2 separate regions of the Gossypium hirsutum genome follow, and region 1 is linked to region 2. Evidence: chromatin contacts called from public Hi-C data. All regions are on one chromosome and are shown on one strand. The core of a region is the stretch at or near the end of the contact, and the rest is flanking DNA. Distances in the headings are between cores, read along the strand shown.

Region 1 (5,521 bases), core at 2,425-4,924, 180 kb before region 2:
TCAAGAGGCAAACAAAATCTTAGTTGTAGGGCTCTCTCTCTCTCTCTCTTTCTGCCACCCAGGAAAAAAAAATTCCATCATAAAGGCCTGCAAATCTATCACCCTAATCGCCCAAAATCTACCAGATAATGACATCTCTTTTCTCACTTTTTCAGAATCCCAACTGCTTGCTTGAGTTAAAAAAAAAAAAACCTGTTCCAAGTTCTAGACATTGGGAGGCAATGAGACTAGAAAACCCAGAAACAAAACATTACATCAACAAAGAAACAGACATTGTGGCCTGGGGTTTATAGAAGAGCATATTTTGTCATGTTAGGGAGTGTAGTGTAACTATTTTAGAATAATGACAATTTTTATTTAATAAAAAAATTCAGCTCTTTTCATGAGAGCTAACAATGCCAAAATCTTATGACATTTGTTTGTACTGCTCCATTTTATGGTTGGACCACAATTTGATGATACATTTCATCAGTCAAAGCATTGAAAACTGTTTCAAGGCTCAATGTGTTGGATTATGGGGTGAGTGTGTGTGTTTGATTAAAAGCCCACATGATGATCAAGTGTTGAGTAATGATGCCCAGTTTTTGCCCAAAAAATGATGATCAACTTTGATTTGCTAAATTTCACCCACAGACAAAACACTAGGAGAAAGGGACCCAGATCTTGAAATGCCATATGGCGAAGGGGGTCTCTCTCATCATTTTCTATCAAAGTCTCAAACTGTAATACTTAAACCGCCCATCTTTCTTTCCGCCTCTACTGTGTGTAAATTCGTCCCCTATTTGTTCCACCTTCATGTCTCAAAGCGGTCAAATTCTAGTGTAGGAGATGAAATTGAAGTCACACTATATGATTTATATCGCTATAGCTATAAAATGGAATGAAAAATAATAATTAAGTAACATTTTGTATACTTGCTTACAAGTAAAACTATGTAGTCCGATATTGAGACATACTACAACTCAAAAAAATTTGAAGCCCATTGGGTCCGATGCATTCGACTTGGTGAATGATAGAGTTTTAAGGTTCAGACCCTAAACCAACAGGGAACACTAGAATTAGGAAAAGAAAAAATGTTTAGACAATGAATATAAAAAAAAAAACATGGTTAGCTCATAGCCCATTACTTGAACATCTTTGAAAGGTGCTTGTACTGTCTACCTAGTGGTACACCAAGGTCAACAATTCAGTAGGACAAAATTATATATGTATATATGGAACTTACTTTGTAATTCATGAATCCACCACATTCCATGCACATATTTAAATCAGATTTAGAATAAATTATTATTATAGGACAAGTTATAATGTAATAATTAAATTATCAAAAGAAATCTAATATGTTTCTAATCGTTTTTATTTTTTAACACACTATCAAAATTTGTACAATCTAATATATTTATGTAGTTTGACACCACGTGTGCACTGCAGATAATAAGAATCTAAAGTAGGGTAAAAAACCTTTTACCATGTTATTAAGAAAAAAATATAAAATAAAACAACTTAGCCTTTTGAAATGTTCTTATCACGTGCCTTCACGAAAACAAACATATAAGCATGATCCAGCATAAAACACGTACCCAAACTCGTCCGTCACCGTTACTGTGACGGAGATGTTTAATATTCTTAACTTCACTCATTAACAATATTAATTAAACAAAAAGAAGAAAAAAATTGCCGATATTTTCAGTTCCCGCCGATGCAAAACTTGCCGTAAAACTGGCATTACACGAGAAAAAGGAAGGACCACTCCCTCAAATGGCTAAAAGAGGATCTGCCCCGAACAAATCCCCGATATCTTGGAAGTGATCATCGACATGTTGCCAACTGGAGAAACCTCCACCAAATTCGAACTCGAAATCCTCACACGAACTAAAAAATCCATTATCTAAATCATCTTTCAAAAAACTCGTATCGTCGTCGAACAAATCCGGTACTGAACTAAATATGTCACTTGGAATAGAGAATGGGTTGCTGGAGAAATCCGACACGTGTTCTCTGGATATGCAGCAAGAATCCTCCCGAGGTTCGCTCTCGATTTCTCGAGATTCTTTGACGCTTTGCGACGAATCGACTTCGTCGGTCGAAAGCGAAGGACAACGAAGAATGGAGGTTGGGGAGCAAAGATTGGTGGTGGTGGTGTGGGATTCTTCCATGGAGTTGTACTCTGAGCTGGATAACGGCTTTTGGCTGTTTTTGTCTTGCAGTGATTTTTGCTGGGGAGTGGTAAAGTTAGTGAGCGCGTCGGGACCACGCAGCTGAATAGCCGCGTTGTCGTACACCATTGCTGCTTCTTCGGCGGTGTCATAGGTACCCAACCATAAACGTACACGCCTTAGCGGGTCCCTGATCTCAGCCGCCCATTTTCCCCAAGGCCGTTGCCTTACTCCTCTGAATTTCTTCCCGGCTGGTAATACCTTAGCCGAGGACGCTTTTGCTACAGCAACAGCCGCCGGCCTTTTTCTAGAATTCCTGGACAAAGTCGACGATTTACTTCTGAAAGCAGCGTCGTTCTGGGCAGGACATGATGATGAACCGATAGTTATCTCGTTCACGAATTTCTTGACTCTTCGGGTTGTTTGTTCTTCGTCTTCGTCGCTGGAGGAATCAGTAGCGTCAGCATCAGTAACTGATATCCGAACAATTCGAGGCTTCATTTCTGGTTGGTTTTCGACTTTGACATTTAACAGTGGTGAAAGGAGCTTGGTTTGATTGCGATGTTCTGTGTATTTGATTGAAGAAACAGAACAATGATCCATTCTTTTTTTTTCGATTTTGCCTTTGTATATGCAGGTTTTCAACTTCTATTACTTGGTCTCATTGAGAGAGAGTGGGAAGGGGAGTCAAATAAAAGCGGAGGGAAAAGAAGGGATTCCTTTGAGACTTGACACCAGGAGAATAAAGGGCTAAAAAGGAAAGCTGAACAATGAACACGTTAATGAGAAGCTGGAAATGAAGAGAAGCCCACCATTAATCTGTTAAAAGTTTTACTCAAAAAGTACTTAAGAGCACGAGAAATTTCAAGGAAAGTTATCCCCAAAAAAACGATAGTGCGCTTAAACAAGCAGTACGGAAAGCACCCCGATGGCAAAAACCAGTAGTGGGAGAACGGAGCGAAGAAAAAGAAGAAAAGAAAGAAAACTGTAGGTAAAAGTTGCAGAGGATAAAAGAAAAAGGGAAGATGCCGCGAGCAAAAAAAAACCACTAGACAGTGCCTTTTCTTAGTCACTTGACAGAGCACAGACTTGCTATTTTGGGTAACTTTCAAAACCAAACCCTAAAAGAAACTAAGAACACAAATTGCTTTCTGATGATATACAGTACTTTCTCCAGGAAACATAAAGAAAAAGAAAATTCTTAAAAGAAAGAAAGGGAAACGGAAAAGAAAAAGGAAAAGGGAAAAGAACGCAAAGAGGAGTGAAGAATAGCTCTTTTGATAGATAAGAGAGTAAAAAGACAGAAAAAATGAAGCAGAGATTTGAGGCATATACCGAAAGTTGAGCTATTTTATAGGACCAGCCGTAATTTGCTCAAGGTTAAAATGCCATATATTTTTATTTATTTATTCATTTTTTTAAAAAAGTTGTTAGAGAAAGGGCGGGGACATATCGGCGATAATGAGATTCCGGCTGAAAACAGAAAGATCCAACGGGAGGGTGAACCGGGGGGAATGCTGACTAGGTGTCTAGGTGTTGTCCAAAAAAGATTTAATCTTGAAATCAGAGATTCAGGTCACGTGACACCAGACACTCGGGTCAGTCCACTCCTCTCCCTTTGACTAAAATTAGAACCGGTAGTTAATGATTAACACCCACTCCTACCTTTAATTGCCTCCATAATTCCTTAGTTAATCTTCCGTTTTTTTACCTTGTATAGGCATTTTCGTCATTTTATGACTGCCAGAGTTGGTTAGATTACAGCTGCTGCAGACCAAGCAGTTATACAGCTGGTAAATTTTACTACAACTGAGACTAACGTGGTGCTATTTTTTTAACCTTTTTATTTAATGACCACGCTGTGGTGTGTAGGGAGGGTATTTTTTCGAATGTATTCAAGCACAGTGTGAGGTTGAAACGTGTCTAGTATTTATTATTATTTCTTTGAGTAGCCCCGAGTTTTGATTGGCTCCAACAACTTGTTCTGCCGACAGTAAATATTAGCCGTCAGATGAAACATAGGGTCAATTTATCTAATTAGCAACGTATCATTTAATAGGATAAATTTGACTAAGCTAATTAAACTATTAATAAGTTTATGTTTTGGTTACTCAATTTTAAAAAATTATAAAATGGTTATTGAACTATGTAAAAGTTTTCATTTAAGTAATTGGACTATTAAAATCGTTGCCATATAGCATTTTATGTTTGCATTACCTGCATCAATCGAAATCTCTCATTTTCCTTCTCTTTCACAGTTTATTTTTTTTATGGAACAATTTTAAACATTACGAATCTGTGAATAAAATCCAAACAATATTATTCCTTGATCTATGACCCTAACTGTCAAATCTACTTAGATCTAGCATATATTTTTCTACTCTTTGATGGGTACTAATTTATCATACCGATTGTCAAATCGCCACTTGTAGCTTGCTAGCCGGACTTTAAAAAGGATTAAAGCTCAATAACTTAAATAAAATTTTTTGAATAGTTAAGTGACATAAATGAATTTTTTTGAATAGTTTAATGACTATTTTGTAACTTTTTAAAATTGAGTGATCAAAAGTAAACTTACAAATAATTTAATAGTCTTAGATATAATTAAACCCTAAAAAATAACAACAATATTTGGTGTTTTTACGGTATAGATTTAACGTACAACTTTTTAATTAGATCACGCGATGATGAATCACATTTTCCTTTTTCTTCTTTTTATCGGTTAGGAGAATTTAAGGTAAATAAAGACAGGAATTTACTGAGTTTCTCAATTTGTTAGGGACAGTTACTTATTTGAACGTTGTTTTCTCGTGTTCTTTTCTCTTTATTTGAATGAGAAATTTAGATGAGTTTCTATACGCTAATATATATATGCCGAAAAGAAAATAATTTGAGAAAGTATGCTGAAACTTTCGAAATTTATCGATCTACGCTATTTTAAAAAAAAAAAAAGGAAAAGCGTGTTTTATAAAGTGTGTTTTCATTGTCGTGTCAATAAAAACGCGTTTTACAAAACATTCTTTCACCAAAAATTGACAAATTAAGTTTTTTGTTAAGTGGTTAAGTGTTAGTATTTTTAACTTAAGTCTTGGGTTCAATTCCTCTCCTGCTAACACTTTGTAGTTTTTATTTCATGTTGTTTAAAGTTTTTTTAATTAATATTTTTAACACATTAACTCCTTTAATTAGATGGCTAGATAATTTTAATCTTATCTTTGAGGCCTAAGTTCAATTCTTCTTATAAACATTTTAATATGTATTTTTTAATGTTGTTTCAAGCTTTTTTTTAATTAGTGTTTATAATTAATAAATATATTGTTTTTAAGTTTTTATTTTTAATTCATATTTTTAATTAATAATTATTT
Region 2 (5,257 bases), core at 597-3,096:
TTTTCCCATGGATTCCAAACCCCTGAACAAACAAATAAAGATTAAAACATCAGGGACAGGGTTTGCGGGTTTGGATCGACTTGAATCTGCAGTGAATTCATCTTCAAATGCTTGGTGTTATGGTATGAAATATTGAAGAGGACAAGAGCTTAATTACCAACATCTGGAAGGCCTTGTTTCTGTATTAGAAAGGTCCGTTTTCTTTCATGATCGAAGATGGCAATGGTATCTCTAGAGCCAAGATAAATTCTGTCCACCTGCAAATCAATCAAGGTAAGCATCTACTACCTGTTTCAGGTCTGAAAAAGTGAAAGGTTTACCTCAGATTCGAATGTCAAGGCATCTCCTTGTTCTGTGAACCGTTCCCTTTGGCATAGGTTGTCAAGATAGTCAAGAGTTTCCAATCCCTCTACCCTAACTTCACTGTTTATCAGTAAAAGACAAGATATCCATTATTCATCATAAGATGAAATTGTTGGTGCAGTAATGTTGAGAGAATTCGCCATATACACCAGTACATTCTTTACCTGATATCAGAGATGGAGAAATATGTGAGATAAGCAATTGAGAAACTAAAAGGCTTGTAATTGATATTCCTGATGCGTGACATCAAGCTTAGATTCCCATCTGCTGTCAAAGATACCCGAAGACGAAACTCGAAACTGGAAATGATAAAAAAAAAAAAAAACAACTCCATCATTATTCTACCAGTAAATTTCAATTGATGAATGCTATAAGGATCCATGGCAGATTACGACATCACCTGTTTGGCCAAATCTTCAAATCGTCTTCTGATGGCTTCAACAGCAAGTCAGTATAGGCCTTGTCACTTGGATCATTTGGATGCAATGGTGGTGGATTGTCATCAATGATCCAAATCCTGTTCCTGGCAAACCCATGTTGCTCCAGCGATCCTCGCTGACCAAACTAACAAAATTGGAACATAACCCATCAACCAGGTGCATATCAACTCTATGCGTATAAGCATGGAAATATCGAAGCATAAATACCTGTGGAAAGCATATAGGTATTCCTCCTCGCACTGCGTATGGTGGCTTGAAGATTGCCTACAGTACATGGAACCGAAAGTTCATTGACTATGGCCTGTATATATCATCTACAACTTTAGAACTGACGTTACCTTCGTACTTGCGAATAGCAACTCTTCTCCTCGGTCAGTCCGCCATGAAAGGACCTGTCCTCCGTACAAGCTGACCCTTGCTGATGCCCCTCGAGGATTCCTAAGCACAACCTGAAGGATTCCATTTCTATCTTTGGTGACTTCAACTGCTGGCCCCGATTGATTCATGGTGACAAACGCAGCAAGGACATCACAGAAGCAGATACATAGATCTCGGTCTCTCTCTCTCTCTGTTTTCTTGAGGTAAATAAAAGGCTGAATTATAACAATTAGTGAAGCAGTTACACTTGTTGTGACAAACCAAATTTTCACGTGATGTGAAACAGAAACCCCAGCTACCAATTCAACTATCTTTATTTCTCTTGGCCACTAAAGCTGCCAACAAGATAAAAATCCTAGTCTAGAAACAGAGTTCCGGATGACCAAGCTGTCTTAAACTTCAAAGAACCAACCGGCAAAGTAGTTCCAAAATGGAAACCAAATAAATGTTGAAGCGCCTGTTTATCGAACGAGAACGTTTATGGCAGAAACGGTTTTAATGAGTTGAGGAAAAAATTGTCTGCAAATGAGAGTCTGACCATTTCGTTGAAGTAACAGAACGATTGAAGGGTCAGAGATAATTAGATAATCCTCATATGGGATAATGCTTAGGAAGGCGACTGACCAATTAGTCAAGAGAATTACGCAAAAAAAAAAAAAAAAAAAAAAAACAACAACAACAAGAAGGAGAAACTTTTGGCTTGGGGCGGTGCTGGCTACCGCACATGATGTAAACTCTAATGTCTTAACATGCGACCTGAAATTCAACTGGATTAACGACCTGCTGAAAGTTAAATACTACAAATTAACAGAATTAAAAATGGATTTGTCAAATAATATTTCTTTTTAGGATTGTTAATTCTGGTTCTGTGTGAGTAACTACCCACTATCACTTTAACATTTGGTTTTAGGAATTTCATTTAAGATTTTGGTAATTTCAAGTGGATTTCGAAGATTAGGGAAATGCTACATGTATACCAATTATACCTTTCAATTTTTATAATTTAATTTTTTGGACCATTTGAGAATGGATTTTCAACAGCAGCAACATTATGGAGAAAGATCTATTGATAAATTCAAGTTAAAAGAATTCTCGCATCAGGTCGAAGCCCGAATAATTTTTTAGGGGCTGAATGAAATTTTAATTTTTTGTAGTTTATATCTTTATAATTTTTAAAGTATTAAATTAAAATTTTATAATTTTAGGGGGGATAATGTGCAATTTTACCTTAATAATTTAAAATTATTTAAAAATTTAGAAAGCCTAAATGACATTTTTCATTTTAGGGGGGCCGGGGCCCATGCCAGCCCCTCTAGAATTGCCTCTGCTCGCCCCAACCTTGCATGGAAGATGCTTCTAAGAAACAAAAAACAATTTTTGATCAAAAGAAAACTCGGAAAGAGTAATTTTATTTAATCAAATAATCATGGCTGCCCAAGCCAGTCGAGACTCTAAAAAACTTAAAATAATCTAAAAACACTCTAAAATTTGTAATAATTAGATCCCTAAAATATAATATCTAAGGATAAACTATCAATATACAACTAATACTAATGAAGCACATGGTTAATCTATACTTTTATTTAAATTCTTAGTTAAGTTGGTGTCATGCATCTACTAGATACCAACTCAATTGGAAATGGTTAAAAGCTCATTATTTTTATAAAGTATTAATTATTAACATAAAAATATTTTTTTATATTTTATATTAAATATCACTATTATAAGATTTGAACTTGAAACGTCAAAAATTTTAAAGCTTTAACTTAATCATTTCAACTAAAGCTTCATTTGATATTTATATAAACGTTTATAAATATATATTTTACATAATTGTTTCATTCACATCGTGAATGTACCGTAATCTAGCTACCATTGTAGCATTAATAAAAACAAATGTATGCCAAATGATAGGTAAAATACTTAATTGGGCTTACAATCAGGTTTAAAAACTTATCCAAGGCCTTCAACTTGGAAAACCCATGAATTCATTTAAAAATTTCTTGCGTTGTCTTCATTAAAACAACTATAACTTGAGCTTTCTAACTCAAAATGATGCTTTTTAAAGTGCATTGCAAAGCTATGAGACAACTCTAGATCCATAAAAAGATAACTCAACTAAGAAATGCCTAGATCTCATCCAAAAAAATGTTGCAAGTTTGTTGATGTTCCAAAATTGAAAAATAATAGATTTGGTGAATTTAATTTAATAAGTTTCATGTCATCCACACATGTATCACCAACTCAATCAAGGACTTAGCAATAGTATAGATTATAATTGCTGGTTGCTTTTTTTTAGCATTTTCCTATTATATTAGATTTTGCAAGTTGTATTACCTTAATTGTTTTGTGTGAAAAGAGTAGGCTTACTAGTAGTATCCTAAAGAAATACAGGAACTCATTTGTTATTTCATGGGACATCATCCATAAGGAATCTTCAAGCCATAAGGATTGGTGTCTCATAGAGTACTCGTTTATATGCCATGCTTTGTAACAGCCTTAACCCGTATCCGTTGCCGAATTAGGGTTAAAGGCATTACCGGACAAAATCAAAACATTAACATTCATATCATAAGCATCGAAGTATTAAAGATTAATCATCCATATAGAGTCCCTCATATAAGTCATCATGACCTTAAACATGAATTAGAAAGGGGTCGAGACTAAACCGAACACATACAAAATTTCTCCAAAATTTAAACATTTTTCAAATAAGTATAGGTCACATGCCTATGTGAACAGGACGTGTGCCTTACACTGCTTTAGACACACCCGTGTGTCTAGACCGTGTCAAAACAGGGCATACATACTGACTTGTTCACACGGCCACAAGACATGCTTGTGTGCTTTGGCAGTGGTCAAATCTGACTTGGGTCACACGACTAGCCACACGCCCGTGTGCCTTGGTAGTGCTCGAGCCTGACTTACAATTGTAGGGTATCCCAGGGGACACACGGCCGTGCAACATAGCCATGTGTCGCACACGGCTGAGACACACGCCCGTGTCCCTACCCGTGTGGACAAAAATAGGCCATTTGAATAGCCAACTTGCCACCCTAATTGGGTCAAACCTACAAGCACTAAACCAAGCATAATTGCACAACATTTTATGAGCAATTCACAACCAAAACATAATCCATTCATGACATAACATTTCCAACCAAATTTCTATCTCATTACATCAACCAAATCATAAAAAATCTAAAATAAAATCATACCAAACATATGTTTCAATTTCAAGATCAAAACTTATGAATAACCATAGCTAACACATGCCAAAATTTTACTATCTTACCATTTCTTATATTCATACATAAACACACCAAATATATAATATTACCTCATAATTCATATACCAAAACCATATCAAAATCACATCCATACCAAGCCATATCACATGGCTAAATATAAGCATTACAAAACCTATCCAAAGTACTTCTAGCCTATACATGCCATACTTTACTATATACATTTTCAAAAGGTACCAAAATGAGATTCAATAGTGTGGTGATGATCCTCGATGATCCCCGAGCTCACAGTAGCTTCAATATCTATAAAACAATGAAAACATACACAAAGTAAGCTTTCAAAAGCTTAGTAAGCTCGTACCAAAAATCATCAACAATATATAAAATATAAAACATCAACACATAAGTACTTATAGTTCTCAATTCATCTATCAATTTTAAGCCAACACCATCCATATGTTCTTATCAATTCAATGAACTTTATAAGAATAATACCATCTACCACATAGGTATCATACGTACCTGAACCTTCCCGAATTCATTCATTTTCATTCTCACCTCTTATTCAGATATTTTAAGACTTTCTGAAGATTACCAATGCTTTAAACATCCACACACTTAATGCTTTAAAGATTAGCTGAAGTTATAATAATTTCGCACACTTAGTACCTTATATAGCCGAAGCTAGTTTAAATCGCACACTTAGTGCCAAATACCATTGATTTCTCATTCTATTCATCCAAATAAAATATATATACAATCTATGTATAATCAATTATCAAAACATACTTTCAATATCAAGTTTTACGTACGAACGTACCTCGTATT

The links. Hi-C and Micro-C count contacts between places; a contact is called where the count stands out from the background.
Region 1: a Hi-C map of leaf shows a contact between it and region 2, with 4 times the contacts expected there. The contact joins the promoter of LOC107920268 here to the promoter of LOC107908756 in region 2. A contact is called at or near these places in 2 of 34 Hi-C or Micro-C datasets (both in leaf).

What each region holds. Positions count from the first base shown.
Region 1 is chrA08:75,181,003-75,186,523 of Gossypium_hirsutum_v2.1, reverse strand. It overlaps LOC107920268 (ethylene-responsive transcription factor CRF2), which reads right to left and starts at 3,674. Exons shown (of 1, transcript XM_016849921.2): 1 at 1,449-3,674. The coding sequence starts at 2,759. The coding sequence ends at 1,755.
Region 2 is chrA08:75,000,457-75,005,713 of Gossypium_hirsutum_v2.1, reverse strand. LOC107908756 (putative glucose-6-phosphate 1-epimerase) reads right to left here and starts at 1,846. Exons shown (of 7, transcript XM_016836056.2): 1 at 1,142-1,846; 2 at 1,011-1,067; 3 at 764-927; 4 at 528-662; 5 at 321-423; 6 at 158-257; 7 at 1-22. The coding sequence starts at 1,309.